Linked DNA regions of Sus scrofa: regions 2, 3 and 4 are each linked to region 1. Evidence: chromatin contacts called from public Hi-C and HiChIP or PLAC-seq data. All regions are on one chromosome and are shown on one strand. The core of a region is the stretch at or near the end of the contact, and the rest is flanking DNA. Distances in the headings are between cores, read along the strand shown.

What was found. A called contact is a pair of places that touch in the nucleus more often than the background predicts. HiChIP or PLAC-seq counts read pairs in DNA pulled down with a chosen protein or histone mark.
Region 2: an H3K27ac HiChIP or PLAC-seq map of alveolar macrophages shows a contact between it and region 1. The contact joins the promoter of HERPUD2 here to the enhancer-like site in region 1. A contact is called at or near these places in 5 of 5 promoter capture datasets (fetal liver, fetal skeletal muscle, liver and 1 more), 8 of 47 Hi-C or Micro-C datasets (epiblast stem cells, fetal skeletal muscle, liver and 4 more) and 2 of 2 datasets of contacts at active chromatin or transcription factors (alveolar macrophages and skeletal muscle).
Region 3: a contact with region 1 is called in a Hi-C map of subcutaneous adipose tissue, with 4 times the contacts expected there. The contact joins two enhancer-like sites. A contact is called at or near these places in 24 of 47 Hi-C or Micro-C datasets (adipocytes, adipose tissue, alveolar macrophages and 16 more) and 2 of 2 datasets of contacts at active chromatin or transcription factors (alveolar macrophages and skeletal muscle).
Region 4: an H3K27ac HiChIP or PLAC-seq map of alveolar macrophages shows a contact between it and region 1. The contact joins the promoter of SEPT7 here to the enhancer-like site in region 1. A contact is called at or near these places in 7 of 47 Hi-C or Micro-C datasets (brain, embryonic fibroblasts, heart right ventricle and 4 more) and 2 of 2 datasets of contacts at active chromatin or transcription factors (alveolar macrophages and skeletal muscle).

What each region holds. Positions count from the first base shown.
Region 1 is chr18:37,824,788-37,828,063 of Sscrofa11.1, forward strand. It overlaps EEPD1 (endonuclease/exonuclease/phosphatase family domain-containing protein 1), which reads right to left. Exons shown (of 8, transcript XM_013985720.2): 7 at 719-913; 8 at 1-333. The coding sequence ends at 134. Among named protein-coding and RNA genes, the nearest start is that of KIAA0895, 110 kb to the left of the region's middle. Within about 2 kb of position 1,569, at least 20 of the 83 cell types and tissues checked have an H3K27ac peak or open chromatin away from gene starts, as enhancers often do. A contact at or near this core is called in alveolar macrophages, fetal skeletal muscle, mesenteric adipose tissue and 3 more, where this site is marked.
Region 2 is chr18:38,282,850-38,286,125 of Sscrofa11.1, forward strand. HERPUD2 (homocysteine-responsive endoplasmic reticulum-resident ubiquitin-like domain member 2 protein) reads left to right here and starts at 1,671. Exons shown (of 9, transcript XM_021078631.1): 1 at 1,671-2,191; 2 at 2,395-2,808. The coding sequence starts at 2,662. LOC102161969 (a long non-coding RNA gene) reads right to left here and starts at 1,593. Exons shown (of 5, transcript XR_002340256.1): 1 at 1,283-1,593.
Region 3 is chr18:38,257,292-38,260,567 of Sscrofa11.1, forward strand. The region is part of intron 2 of LOC102161969 (a long non-coding RNA gene); the gene reads right to left. Among named protein-coding and RNA genes, the nearest start is that of HERPUD2, 26 kb to the right of the region's middle. Within about 2 kb of position 1,705, at least 27 of the 83 cell types and tissues checked have an H3K27ac peak or open chromatin away from gene starts, as enhancers often do. A contact at or near this core is called in retroperitoneal adipose tissue, skeletal muscle and subcutaneous adipose tissue, where this site is marked.
Region 4 is chr18:38,181,568-38,184,843 of Sscrofa11.1, forward strand. It overlaps SEPT7 (septin-7), which reads right to left and starts at 1,787. Exons shown (of 14, transcript XM_003360171.5): 1 at 1,341-1,787. The coding sequence starts at 1,401.

The DNA.
Region 1 (3,276 bases), core at 319-2,818:
GAGTCCAGAGAGGTCCACACAGGGCGCAGGCGGGCGAGGCCGGGGCTGAGGCCGGAGCTCGGGCTCTGCATCTTCACCCGGAGGGCGAGCTCCTCGCCTCCGGGGTTGCGGGTGGAAAACCGACTTGGCGTCATCATCGCTCGTGCTTAATGTTGGCCTCACTTGGCTCTAGGGTGACCCCGCTGCTGTTCCGAGGGCCCTCCTTCCTGCTGCCGTCCTTCTCCGTGTAAAACTCGGCGAGCACGGGGCAGTGTTCCGAAGCCACTCCGCCCCAGGACCAGTTGTCTGGAATCCAAGGGTTCGTGAGGCCTTCTCTCACGACAGCCCAGTGACCTGGAGGCAGAGGGGAGAGGGACCCAGAGGTCAGGCTGGGGGCTGGGAGGTCATAGGCCAGCCGGCAGCGGTGGGGTGGGCTCCCCGACAAGACCCCCCCAGCCATCCTGTCTGCCTGTGCAAACTGTCTCAGCTCAGAACGAGGTCTGTCCAGGACACACTTGCCTTCCCCCGCTGCAGATCAGTGAGTGCCTTTCATTATTTTTCACACCCTCCTTCACTCTTAAAGTGGCTCTGTTTGAATACAGCCACCTAAAAGTTAACCCCAAAAGAGGCCCACAGAGGAGGGAAATTCGCTTGTGGCTTTTATTCAGACCAAATGATCTGAAAGCATCAGTTCAGACGGGTGTCTCTTACTGGTTTCTGAACAGCACTTATGCTTTACCTGTGAAAACCTTCTTTAAGCTTTTACTGATCCAGATGTTGTCCAGCGTCTTCGAGCCTTGAGGATTCTTGGTGCTGATGTTGGTGAAGGTGTGCGCGGGGATCAGGGGGTGGAATTTCTCCTTCCTCAAGATGTCGTAGTCACTGCTGTCTGGCCCCTGGCCGAAATCCCCTAAGACGATCACATCTTTTTCTCCTGGAAGTAGAAGAAAGAAAGTCAGGAATGAATGAGGTGAAATAAACCAACACTGATCACAGCTCCTTTGAGCGGGAGGAGGACTCTCATTTGACTCCCCAAAGTTATTCTCCCAATTTTTCCAAATTCCTTGCGCAAAACCCCGCCTCTTCCCTGCAACTTTAAGGGTAGGTCAGTGACACATCTGGAGATGTGATGCAGAGATCACTGTTGTTCTGGATCATGGGTTCCAAATCTCACAGCATAGAAGGCTTAAAAGTCACACTTAGATATTTAACAAAAGCTCAACAAACACTTAAGGAGCACAGAGGAGACCTCATGGAGATGCAGGGAGAAGTCGGCCTCTACAAGTCAAGGAGAAGAAACCAACCCCGCCCACACCTTGATCATGGACCTTCCAGCCTCTGGAACTGTGAGAAAGCAAGTGTCTGTTGTCGAAGCCACCCAGTCTGTGGCATTTTGTCATGGTGGCCCGAGGAGACTCAGACAAAGTGGAAAGCTTTTCTTTTTAAAGTATTTCAACATTTCTGTCAGAGTTTGATTTACTAGAGTAAGTGAGATAGTTGTGAAGTCTTTTCCAAAGTGAGTAGATCATTCAGGAAGGCCAGATGGCCTAGCTACATTCCCTGGGATTCCCACTGACGGCCCAACTGGACCGTCACTTCCTGTCTCGAGGTTCCCTTCAGTGGAGCCAGGTTACCGCAGGGAACGGCATTCTTGTCACACCCTTCAAGGGAAGCTTTAAGGAAAGCAGTTCATAAACGAGGGCCAAATGCATCTGAGACCCTCAGCAAATCTTTTTCCTTGATGCAAATGTGCTTCAGTAATAATGGCTGGAGAAAGAAATTGAAAGGGAAATAACACAAAGCTACCAGCAGAGGGCACTCGTGCCCTGCCCGTGACCGCCTCCTCCAGGGGGCGCGAGGGACAGAAGCCTTTTCCGCAGTCACAGTGTGACCCACAGAGATGTAATCCCTCCTGCTAGATCACAGCTACCTTGGCACCCAGAGCAGGGCAAGCCCAACCAAGCTGTCTTGAGAAATCAGTGCCAACTTCCCACAGGAAAGCCAACTAGAGAATATTACTACTGACAAGTTACACGTGGCCAGGGCTCATGACCCTCTGCTGAGCCCTCGCAGGGTATCAGGCCCTGAGAGGTGGAAGGGTTTGCTCACATCCCCCAGGCAGCTCTCAAACCCAGGGCTCTTAACAAAGAGCGAGAACAGAAAAGCCCCCCATGCCTGGAGCAGAGCCTGCTGCCTGGCAGACCCTCGATCCACACGTGTGGAATAAATGGTGACAGAGAGACGAGAAAAACCTCAGATTTAAAGTGCAGGGTATTTTTGAAAAGAAAGAAGAGAAAGATGCTACATTTACTGAATATCACGGAAAACGGATATTAAGAAAGATGGAGGCAGAAGGTTCCCACGTAGAGCTTTTTTCACGGGGATGCAAGCCTATAAAGTTTGGACTGGAAAAGACAATTCCGAAACCAGGAGAGACGCTGGTGCCAAGGACCAATAAACTCAGCTCTGTGTAATGTCAGGGATGACAACACAGCTCTTTTTTTTTTCTTTGTCTTTTGTCTTCTTAGGGCCGCACCCTCGGCATATGGAGGTTCCCAGGCTAGGGGTTGAATCCGAGCTGCAGCTGCCAGCCTATGCCACAGCCACAGCCATGCCTCTGTGCCCTACACCACAGCTCATGGCAACGTCAGATTCTTAACCCAGTGAGTGAGGCCAGGGATCGAACCTGCGTCCTCATGGATGGTAGTCAGATTTGTTTCCACTGAGCCACGATGGGAACTCTGACACAACTCTTTTTGAACTGAATCATCCAGGTTTCTTACAACTCATCTTCTTCCTCTCTCTCTTTTTGTTTTACAGCACACCTGAGGCATACAGAGGTTCCTGGGCTAGGGGCCAAACTGGAGCGTCAGCTGTATGTCTACACCACAGCCACAGCAACACAGGATCTGAGCCACATCTGTGACCTACACCACAGCTCGCGGCAACACCGGATCCTTAACCCACTGAGCCAGGCCAGGGTTTGAACCTGCATCCTCACGGATACTATGTTGGGTTCTTAACCCACTGAGCCACAACGGGAACTCCAGTCTTCTTTAGAGGCCACAGATATGCATGGGCCTGAATTCTCCTAAAGGGCCGTTCACCAGGGTGGGCTCCTTAATTGTTTTCTTAGTTTCCAGAAGTGAGGGGAGAACGCGCAGGGCCGATTTCCTCAGAGCCTCTAGACGTAGGGTCTCAGGAGCTGGTCCCCAGTGGGGGCAGGTCTTCCCTGGAGGCCGAGCCCCTCTCCGCCCTGTGTCACTCCTGCTGGTTTGCAGAGCAGGCCCCACCCGG
Region 2 (3,276 bases), core at 421-2,920, 460 kb after region 1:
CTGTAAAGCAAAAAAAAAGTCACTTCTGTCAGATACTGCAGGTACTGTATCATTTTTATACTCATATATTCATTACATTTTTAAATGTTTTTGTCCATGTTAGTGAATATTTGATGAACTCTAAATAATGCCTGTCGCAGTGAAATATACATTCCATCTTAATACTAATAACATATACTTCACAGTGTCAAGTGAAATGACCACATTAAAGAATTCCTGGAAGTCTGAGTCACAAGCGTTAAGTGACAGGAGCTTATAGTGGGTGTGGTGGTTGGGGAGACCTTCTGGTTTAAATAGGAACTGGACATAAAAGAATTCTTAGAACAGACAGCTTAGGACATATGGTGGCACAATCATGCCACAAAGGATCCAGCCTCTTTCATTGTTCTGCTCTGCCAACCTCTTAACATAGGCCTTTGTTCTCCTGTTTGTTGCTTCATGACTGAGCTGTGGCTGCCCCATTTATGGCATCACATTCCTCCAGGAAGAAAGACAAGTGGAGGGCAAGGATGAGCTCTGGTCTGCAGAACATGTTCATCTGAAAGCTTTCCTAGAAGCCCCAGCAGCAACTCCAGCTTTCATCTAGAAGTGGGGTGGTCTAGAACTGCGTCAAATGGCTGCTGCTAGGTGTACAGGAGTCTGAATAAGTATTTGTGGCTAGTATTAAGCTTCTATTAGGATGACTAGACAATAGGTAGAAAAAGACCAGGGTCTGCTACCAAAAACCCAAGTCAAAGCAAGCTGTTCTCATTCCATGCTAAAAATAGAGAATTTCACTCTTATTTCAAAAGAGCATTGAGAGGGTACAGTTAAGATATGGTAGGTGATCTACCATAAAGAAAGAGGTGAACGAGGGGGTGTAAGGGATCCTGTTGCATTAGCTGTTGAGAGGAAGAATTTCCTCTGGTCACTAACTTCCACTAATCCCCGTGAAGCTGAGAGGGGAAGAGACCAGGTCCCCAAAGCCCCTTACATTAACTGCTTGCATTCGCCTGTAGTGGAAGCTTGGAGCTATGAAAATGCACGTCTAACAAACTTAACTTACTGCATGGACTCCTAAAACTCGTGCAGAAAATGGAGAGTAAGTCAGCTTTGGGAGGTAGACTGAAGAAAGTTCGCCTTCCCTGTCTAAGCCATAAAACAAAAATAACACTGCCATCCCGCTTCATCTCCCACTGTACTGAACACACAGTAGGTGCTCAGTAAACACTCATCAACTTTAGAGAAGACAAAGGAAAGAAATGGAACTGAGAGTCTGCCAGAACTGTACCAGGTGGCTTACCTACATAGCTCATTTATTGAGCAGCACGCTGTCAGGCAGGCATGACTGTCCCATTTAGAGAAGTAAACTGAGGCTCAGAAAGGTTAGGCAGGGTAAAACGAAAGTAGAAGCAGACTCCGGGCATCTGAACTGAAACCCTTCTCCTTAAGTAATGTTGTCTCACAGTCTCTGCTCCGCCAAAGCTCCAGTGCTTTACAGACAGCCGACACAAGACATTTTGAGCAGAAGTTTGATTCAGCATCGGGAAGGACACTAACTTTTGCAAAAACAACGCTAAGGGTGGAGGAACACTTAACAAGTCTTTAGGGTTTGGTCAAAACAGAATGTACTAGCGCCACCTACGCTAGTGGCGAGGCCTGAGGGCCGCTGGGGAGGCGGAGCCGAGCGAAGGGTCAGGCCTGGCGGGCTCAGACGCGCCCGCGTGGCTTCGGGGCGACCCGGAATTCGGTCCGGGGTATCCCTGGTCGGCGCGGGCGGAGAGCAGGCCGCAGGGCCGGGAAGACCGCGCCCCGCTGCGGGCGGCGCATGACGCACTTCCGCCCTGGGTCTTCCAGCTTAAAGGGAACCCGGACCTTCTTCATAACAACAACAAAACTGCGCGCCCGCGGCCGGCGCCTGGGCTCTAGTCCCCGCCCTCCTGCCACCTGCCGCCGCTTCGGTCGCGCCTGGCGGTGCGCCGCCCTGCCTAGCACTGCTCAGACCGAGCGGTCAGGCCGAGAGCGGACCGCGCCCTTCGGCCAACTTCTCCCGCTGCCACCGCGCCGCCTCGCGAGACCCGGGGCCGGGCCGTGGCCGCCGCCAAGCAGCAGGAAGAGAACCTCAGCGGAGGACGCTTGGCCGGACAGTGAGGCCAGTGGCCCTGCCCGGGCGCAGAGGGCGGCGGTGGCGGGCTTTGCGGCCATCTCACAGGTAGCCCTGCTTGTCGCACCTGACCACCCTAAGCGGCCCGTCCCCCTTCTCCAGCCCGCGTTGCGGGACCGTCGCGTAGGGGCCTTGTTGCGTTTCAGTTTGGGGGTCGCGGCGGGGGCGGGGCGGGGGCTCGGGTTGTCGCGCCCTCACCCCTCCTTCCCTTCTCATTGCTTTCTCTCTCTACTCCCGGCCTCCCTCTGCAGTCCGGAGCCCGGCGAAGCCTAGACCTGGCGGGGAGAACTGCACCCTGGGCCGGGCCCCAGACCCCGCCGCCGCTGCCGCCACTGTCCATCATCCTCGGTGCCGGCAATGGCCTTTGTATCGCCCGATGCACTTGTGACTGACTTGGACACGGGATATTAACAACCCACTCGCTTCCGTACCCATCCCAGCCACGCCGGCAGTAACCACCTCGGCTCGTTTAGGCTTAACTGCTGCTCCTTGTGACTCTGTTCGACTTTGGGGGCACCATGGACCAAAATGGGATGGAGATTCCTGTGACCCTCATCATTAAAGCACCGAATCAGAAATACAGTGACCAGACTATTAGCTGCTTCTTGAACTGGACCGTGGGGAAACTAAAAACGCATCTGTCTAACGTGTACCCTAGCAAACCAGTAAGTGTCTAAAAGCTGGGCGCAGCTGCTCTGGCCGGCAGCTTTTCGTGCCAAGTATTCCCTTAACGCCCGCTCATCCCCTCTCCCCCAACTCCCCTTGAATCAAATAGGTCTCTTTTTGACTGCAGAGTATTTTGCATTCCGAGGTTATGTCTCTCTTGAGTGTGTGAAACATCATTAATATCTTCCTGATGAGGTTCAGTTAATTAGTAAGAGTATAGGGAAATATCAAGGGACACGAGAACTGGCAGGCATACAATAGGACCATTTTCCTTGGACTTAAAATGGGGATGACAGATGCCTCTTTATCTTTTTTTAAAAAAGATGAAGTAGTACTACAACCCATCTTAAAGCTCTTATCGCTTATTAGACTAAAATTCCTTTTTACTTGCAATGCCTGGCCCAGAAATTTGCCGACTGTTGAAGAGCGAATTTTTTCTTGGAAATAAGTATGTGACCACAATAAAA
Region 3 (3,276 bases), core at 455-2,954, 430 kb after region 1:
CTGACATAGGAAAGATACACAAGCAATGCCAGTTGATTTAATAAATAAATATGCTTCTGTATCAGTTGAAAACAACTGATTTTGTTCTTGCTGATGAAAGGAGGACTAATAATACATGTCGTTTACCTACATCTCTTGAATCTGTGGAAGTCTATATGCATGCTTGGCCTCTGCGTCGGTAAAACATCTTTGAAGAATCCACAACTCTAAGGGAAGTTCCCTTGGCTTAAGCAAGAACCTACTTTTACTAAATTTCTGCCATTTCCTTGCAGCTCTGGCAAATAAGGCATTGTCTGGGATCTGAGACAGTCAGTAAAGAAGTCTCTGCAGGCAGCAGCAGCTCTGGAATTTCCCACAGCCACTCCTCCAACAATCTTCTAAAGTCATTAGTACTTTGATTGAATTAGATACAGAGTTTAACGGGAAGTTAGCCACTGCAAATTTTATGAAAACAATTTTAAAAATTATCCCCTAAGAATTTTTGCCAGGACAGGATTTTCTAATCTCTTCCTCATGGAAAAACTCCTTTTAATGTGAGTTTCCCCGACAGAATCCTGTTTTGAAAGAATTTGTTTATAAGCAAACACATTTGTTAAATAATAATGAATTTATCTTCCCAAGAGGAAACCAAGGAGTCAAGCTTTTTTTTTTTTTTTTTTCTAACTAAAATCATCCTTGAGGCTTTTGAGTAAACGATTCCTTAAAGCTTCCTGCAAAACTGAAAATTGCTAAAAAAAAAAAAAAAAAAAAATTGCTAAAGAAATTCTCCCCTGCCCCCTCAGATGGTGGTTATTATTCTCCTAAACTGCTAGGTTTTAGGTTTGAAACTGGGTTCCAGAGGGCGCCAGGCAGATAGCACCCATTTAATAAAAGCCCGTGACTTGCCCTGGGTCTTTTGCTATGGATTTACCCTCTTTCCTGGCAATAAGTGCTCTACTGTGGCAGTTACTCCTGCCTAAGTTTGTCCCTGCTTAGGTGTCCTGCTGAGTGAGGAGATATGTGTCTGCCAAATTGGCAGAGGTCAGACTTTAGCCCCAGCTTTCTGTTAGCAAGATGGTCAACAAGCAAGCTGGCCTATCCAGCACCCTCTCCCAGGGAGCTGCCCTTTGAGATGCAGAGTAAGTCCTTGTCTCCCTTCAACCTCTTCACCATGGTCTTACTTGATTTGTGGTAAGAAGCTGTTACTTCAGGATGGGAAAAATTTTTTCAAGCAGGAGCATAATACAGCAGTAAATAACACTATTTTCTAAAAGGAAAAGAGGGCATTTTCATTATTTCATCAATTGCAATAGCACTTTGGGGGGAATGATTAGAATAAATAGGAGCTTGGAAATCTGACCTTGGCTGGTGTAAGGCTAGAGAGAATCTGGTGCTTCTTAATTTCCCATTCAGGTTCTCAGTGTTCCAGGAAGCAGTGTGCTCAAGTTTCTTTTCTCCATGTAGTTCTCCTGAATGCCCAGCTTCAGTGCCCGGGTGTTGCTGCCAAAGATCCTGCTGGCACATTCAGCTGCCATTCAAGGAAACAGCCCTTCACCACCTCGCACTTGGAGTCTGTCTTACTGCATAAAACAGGTGGAAGGACGTTTTGCCTTTAGAGTTACTTCTATTGCCCAATGTGAGGAATGACAAAAATCTTCTGTGTATGTTTGGGGGTGGGAAAGACCAGATATTACTGTGAATAGCATTTAATTCGCCATTTGGACAAGCTTACCAGGGCAGCTGTTGTAACTCAGGCAGCAATAACTAACACTTAGTTCTGTTGCTAGGAGGGATTGATAGAAACTTTGGACAAACCATTTAAAAAAATTATGCTCCCATGATACTGCTGAATGTATCACAGATCAACTTAAAAACGGAATATTTGCTAGTATCATAAGAAAGAAGTACAATGAGCATATTAATCAACTAGGATTGTATTTACACTTCCGTTTTCATTCTAATTATTTTCTGCTTTCAGTAAAGTCTTTAGATCTATTGGCAAACATGTGAACGAACACAAGATTTGCAATCTATAGCTACAACTGAGACAGGGTTACCTTTTTTTATATGCTGATAGTCTTATTTACACTAACAAGTTAGTCAACTTCACAATGGAATTTTGTAAGTTCTAACTCGTGAGTTTGTCAATTATCTGTGCTTAGCTAAAGTCTTGAACCCGAGTTTCATTTTCAGTCTTGACACATATATGTATACATACATAAACAATCTCTCTTTCTCTCTCTTTTTTTTTTTTTGCTTTTTAGGGCCGCATGTGCACAACAAATGGAAGTTCCCAGGCTAGGGGTTGCCGGGCTTCGCCACAGCCACAGCGATGCCAGATTAGAGCCCCAACTTCAGCTTATACTGCAGCTCATGGCAACGCCAAATACTTAACCCACTGAACGAAACCAGGGATTGAACCTGAGGCCAGATAATAATCAGGGTTGTTACCAATAAGCCACAATGGGAACTCCTCTTTTATGTTTTATATAAAGAAAAGGACTATGTTAGTATTTAAATAGTAGTTATTTTCATTAAATTAAATTTACAATTTAGTGGAAGATAAAAATGTGACTAGTTGAAGTAAATTATTCCTCGAAAATGAATTTACAACATAAAATTATATAAATCTCAACACTATCAATTAAATCTCTTCAAGATTCCCTAGATCTTATTAATGTGCATCAGTTTTAAAAAAAAATAGTTGCATGGTTTTGCCTTCATCCTTTCTTTTTTTGTTGAACATATCCAGACCAATAATAAAGAATACAATTGCTCCCATTTCATAATGGGTTTAGGACAGACATTATTGATATAGTTAATGATTCTGTTTTACCAGCAAAACATAGAATTTAAAATTGACCTTGGCTTAAATTGATTTATTTTAATTTGGTTATTTGATGGAAGCTGGAAGGTTGGACACAGAGTAAGAGCCATCTGGCCTGCCCTGTCTCTGTTCATCCTGACCACTCACTACTTTGGCTTACCTACTGGGTCTGTCTACTTTTTTCATAAGTGCCTCAACTTCCCTGAGTCAATGCCCACATGGCCTCAGCTATAGTACTGTTCAATCTGGTCTGTCCTGTCCAGTAACTGCCACTCACCTGTGCCAGTCTCTCTGTCATTCTTGGTGCCTGATCAGGCCCAGCAGCCTCTGCCAGTTTGGCCATCTACTTCCTAACCCATGTCTCAACAACTCCTATGGTGTCTTCTTCTGCCATCGTGTTTTATCCAACACTCTTGCTTTCTGCCTCTCTTGGCAGCTATCAGTTTAGCTGCTGGCACTTGCTTATACCC
Region 4 (3,276 bases), core at 537-3,036, 360 kb after region 1:
GCCTAAAAAGTTCCCTCCTCAACTTACTTTTAAACTTAGGGAGGGAGGGGCTGACCATACTCATCACCTGTTTGTACATGAATATGTAAAATAAGTAAAATGCTTCTGAATCTAGATTATCTGTTCATTTATATTACCAAGTGCACTCAGGAAGATATTCTACCATTTCATAAAAATAACAAAGCCAAAAGAAATCATAAAGTTGGATTACAACAAAGTCGCAAGGATAAATTATTTTAGTATCTAAACAAACACCTGGACGTTACAAATTCTTTGCCTACACTATGAAAACGCAGATTTGAAACAGTGTCCTCTCAAAATGTAACTTAGCAAAAGGAAATGTGTTAGAAAAAAACATTTATTTCCTACAATACACCCAGTATGAAATGGAACTCAGGAGTGGAAAATGTGAATGAAATGGCCCTGGTTCTTTTTCCAATGCGTAGGGGAGGAAAGGAAATGAAAAGGCTTCTTAAGAGAATAAATGAGAATACTGAAATGCTTCCAAAAATGAATTTCGTTAAATATCAACAGTCCGTATCTCCGACTCCCTCCCTTTTCCAGCGACCCTTCCCACCCTTTCCGCTCCTGGGGAGGGCGCCCTTCCTAAGCGCACTCTTTTACCATTTTCCTAAAAATTTAGCCCAAACCAGGCTCATTATCCTTCTTACTCAAGCCTCGCCCGCCATCCACCGGCCTTTGGGGCCGCGCCGGGGGCCGGGGGGAAGCCCCGAGAGGCGGGGAGAAGGTGCGAGGAGGCAGCGCGGCTCAGCCGCTGCAGCCGCCGCCGCCTCCACCGCAGCTTCAGCCTGGTGCATCCTTCTTCCTCCCTCCCCGCCGCCGCCCTCCCCGGGTCAGCCCACACAGCACCCTCACCCGGGCGCGCGCACACACCCCCACCCTCCTCTCCAGGCCCCCTCCTCCACGAGGGGAGCTCCGCGGCGGGTGCTGCGACCGCCGAGCGGGGGAAGCAGGGCCGCAGAACAGGCGGGCCAGGGAAAGACGACCCCGCTCGGGCAGCTCCGTCCGCGGAGGCCGCGGGTCCGGTGTGGCGGCTCACGTCTCCCGGCCCCCCATGCCCGCCCGCCGCGGCACAGGAAATGCCGCCGCCTCGGCTCTCCGCACATTCAATTCAAACTGTCACCGCCGCCGCCGCCTCCCCTCCCCCCGGGCCCGCCGCCACCGCGCCCCGGGCCCTTCGTCGCCCCCGCCCCACCTTCTTTCGCCGCAGCCCCCCGCCTTGCTCCAGGGCGTTACCCTCGCCCGGCCAGACGGCCGCAGAACCCTCCTGCGTCCAGACCCGCCGACCCGAGTCGCGACGGCCCAAAGCTGAGACTCACCCATGGTGCTGCTGTTGACGCTCCTCTCCTCAGCAGCAGCGGATCTCGCACTGACCGACATCCCCTCCCCCCTCCGCGACCAGCCCGGGAGCAGCGCAGCCCGCCGATTCTCCAAAGCCGCCTACGCCGATTTCGCGGCGTAGCCGCCCGGCGTCGCTGCCCCGCTTACGCAGACGACCGCAGGAGGACTCCTCCACTGGCTCTCGCCTGACTCCGACTCCCTCCCCCGCCCCCTCAGACTAGGCTTCCGGGCCCAGAGGCGGCTGGTTTCAATCTCGCGAGATTACTTCCTCGGCGCCCTGCCGACTTGCTCGTTTTTCGAGCATGACTTCATTGGCGTCAGCACTCTTTTGCTCTTCTGGTTTGGCCGCCATGTTAAAATTGGCGGGATTTGGCACCTTTGGGGTCACGGACATTCAGGCCTCTGTGCGTGTTTCTTCAACACTGCCTCTAAGGTTAACGCCTTACGTTTGTGGGTAAAAAGCCTGGGGACGCTGAGAGGGAGGGGCCGGTTGGGCGCGAGGGTGTGGTTTTGCCCGAATCAAAGATGGCCGCCGTAAATGCAGCCCCGCACAATTTCACGTCAGGTTTTGGAGCTGGGAGAGCCGCCGGATTGGCTTTAGCGCCTCCTTACGAAGTTGGCGTAAAGCAAAGAGGCGCCGCTGCAAGAGGCCAGAGCGGGAGGCTATGATTGGGGCGGGGCCGCGTCCACCCCTGGGCTCCTAGCTACTGACCTGGCGGCAACGCCCGTGCCAGTGAAGAGAGACCCTTAAAGGCAGGTGCCTATGCCCCAATCTATACCTGTTTACTCAGTTTGACTTTCGGAGTAGAAACTGAGATTAGGCCCTGGTTAACCCGACATTGCCCTCGCGCTGTCGCTTTCTGGTGGCCTGGCAGAGCCAAGAGGTCAGCTGCTGCAGCTTCCACTGCGGATTCTCCACGGTCACATTCATTCGTGTTGGCTTAGCTCGTTGGTGCAGGTTTGGTCCTCGTGGCGCTCGCACTCTATCTAGTTAAGGAAATGAATGGACACACGTGAAACTATTGGCTATCAGTTAAAGATTAATGAAGGGTTAAAGTGTGTGGTTAATTAGCAGTGAATGTCTCCGAGTCGTTGGAACCTTCGCCAAATACTTTCTAGTAAAAGTAGCCTCACTTTGCTCAGAGCAAACCCTGGTCTTTTGTACTTTCCTAAAAATTAATCGCTGTCTTAATTCATGCACACGAGTTATCTTTCCTGTTAAGCTGTATGTTATGGAGGATTTTTTTTTTTTAGTTTATAATATTCTGTTAATTTCTGCTGTACAGCAATTTCTGCTGTGTATCTGCTATACACAGATACACATTCTTTTTTTTCACATTATCCTCCATCACAAGTGATTAGCTATAGTTCCCTGTCGTATGCAACGGAGCAATTGTATATGAGCTCGCACAAGCGTGTTCATAACAGCATTGCGTGTGTGTGTGTGTCGGGGAGTGTAGTTATCTGGGAGTTGTTTGTTTGTTTTGGCTGTTCTGGGGATGGGGATGGACCCCACAGCCACAAACTGTAACCAGAGTCACAGCAGTGACAATGCTGAGATCCTTAACCCCGAGCCATGAAGGAGCTAATTTCAATGTCCATTTACAGGAGAAGGAATGAATAAGTTACATCATTGGACAGACTGACATACACAGAATGGTAAAAATGGAAATTAATGAGAAGCTACTAGTATTAATTTGGAGTTCATTAACATAATATTGAGAGGGGGGAAAACAACTCACAGAAGATGTATATGGTATACCATAAATAAAAGTTTGAAAATAAACTGTGAGATCAAACTGAAAATCATATAAGGAAGTTGTAGATACCAATTCAGAATAGCAGTTACTTCCTAAGAGGAATAGAAGGGAAGGTAACTGAGTTCACTTGTAGTATGTTTTATTTTCCACCAAA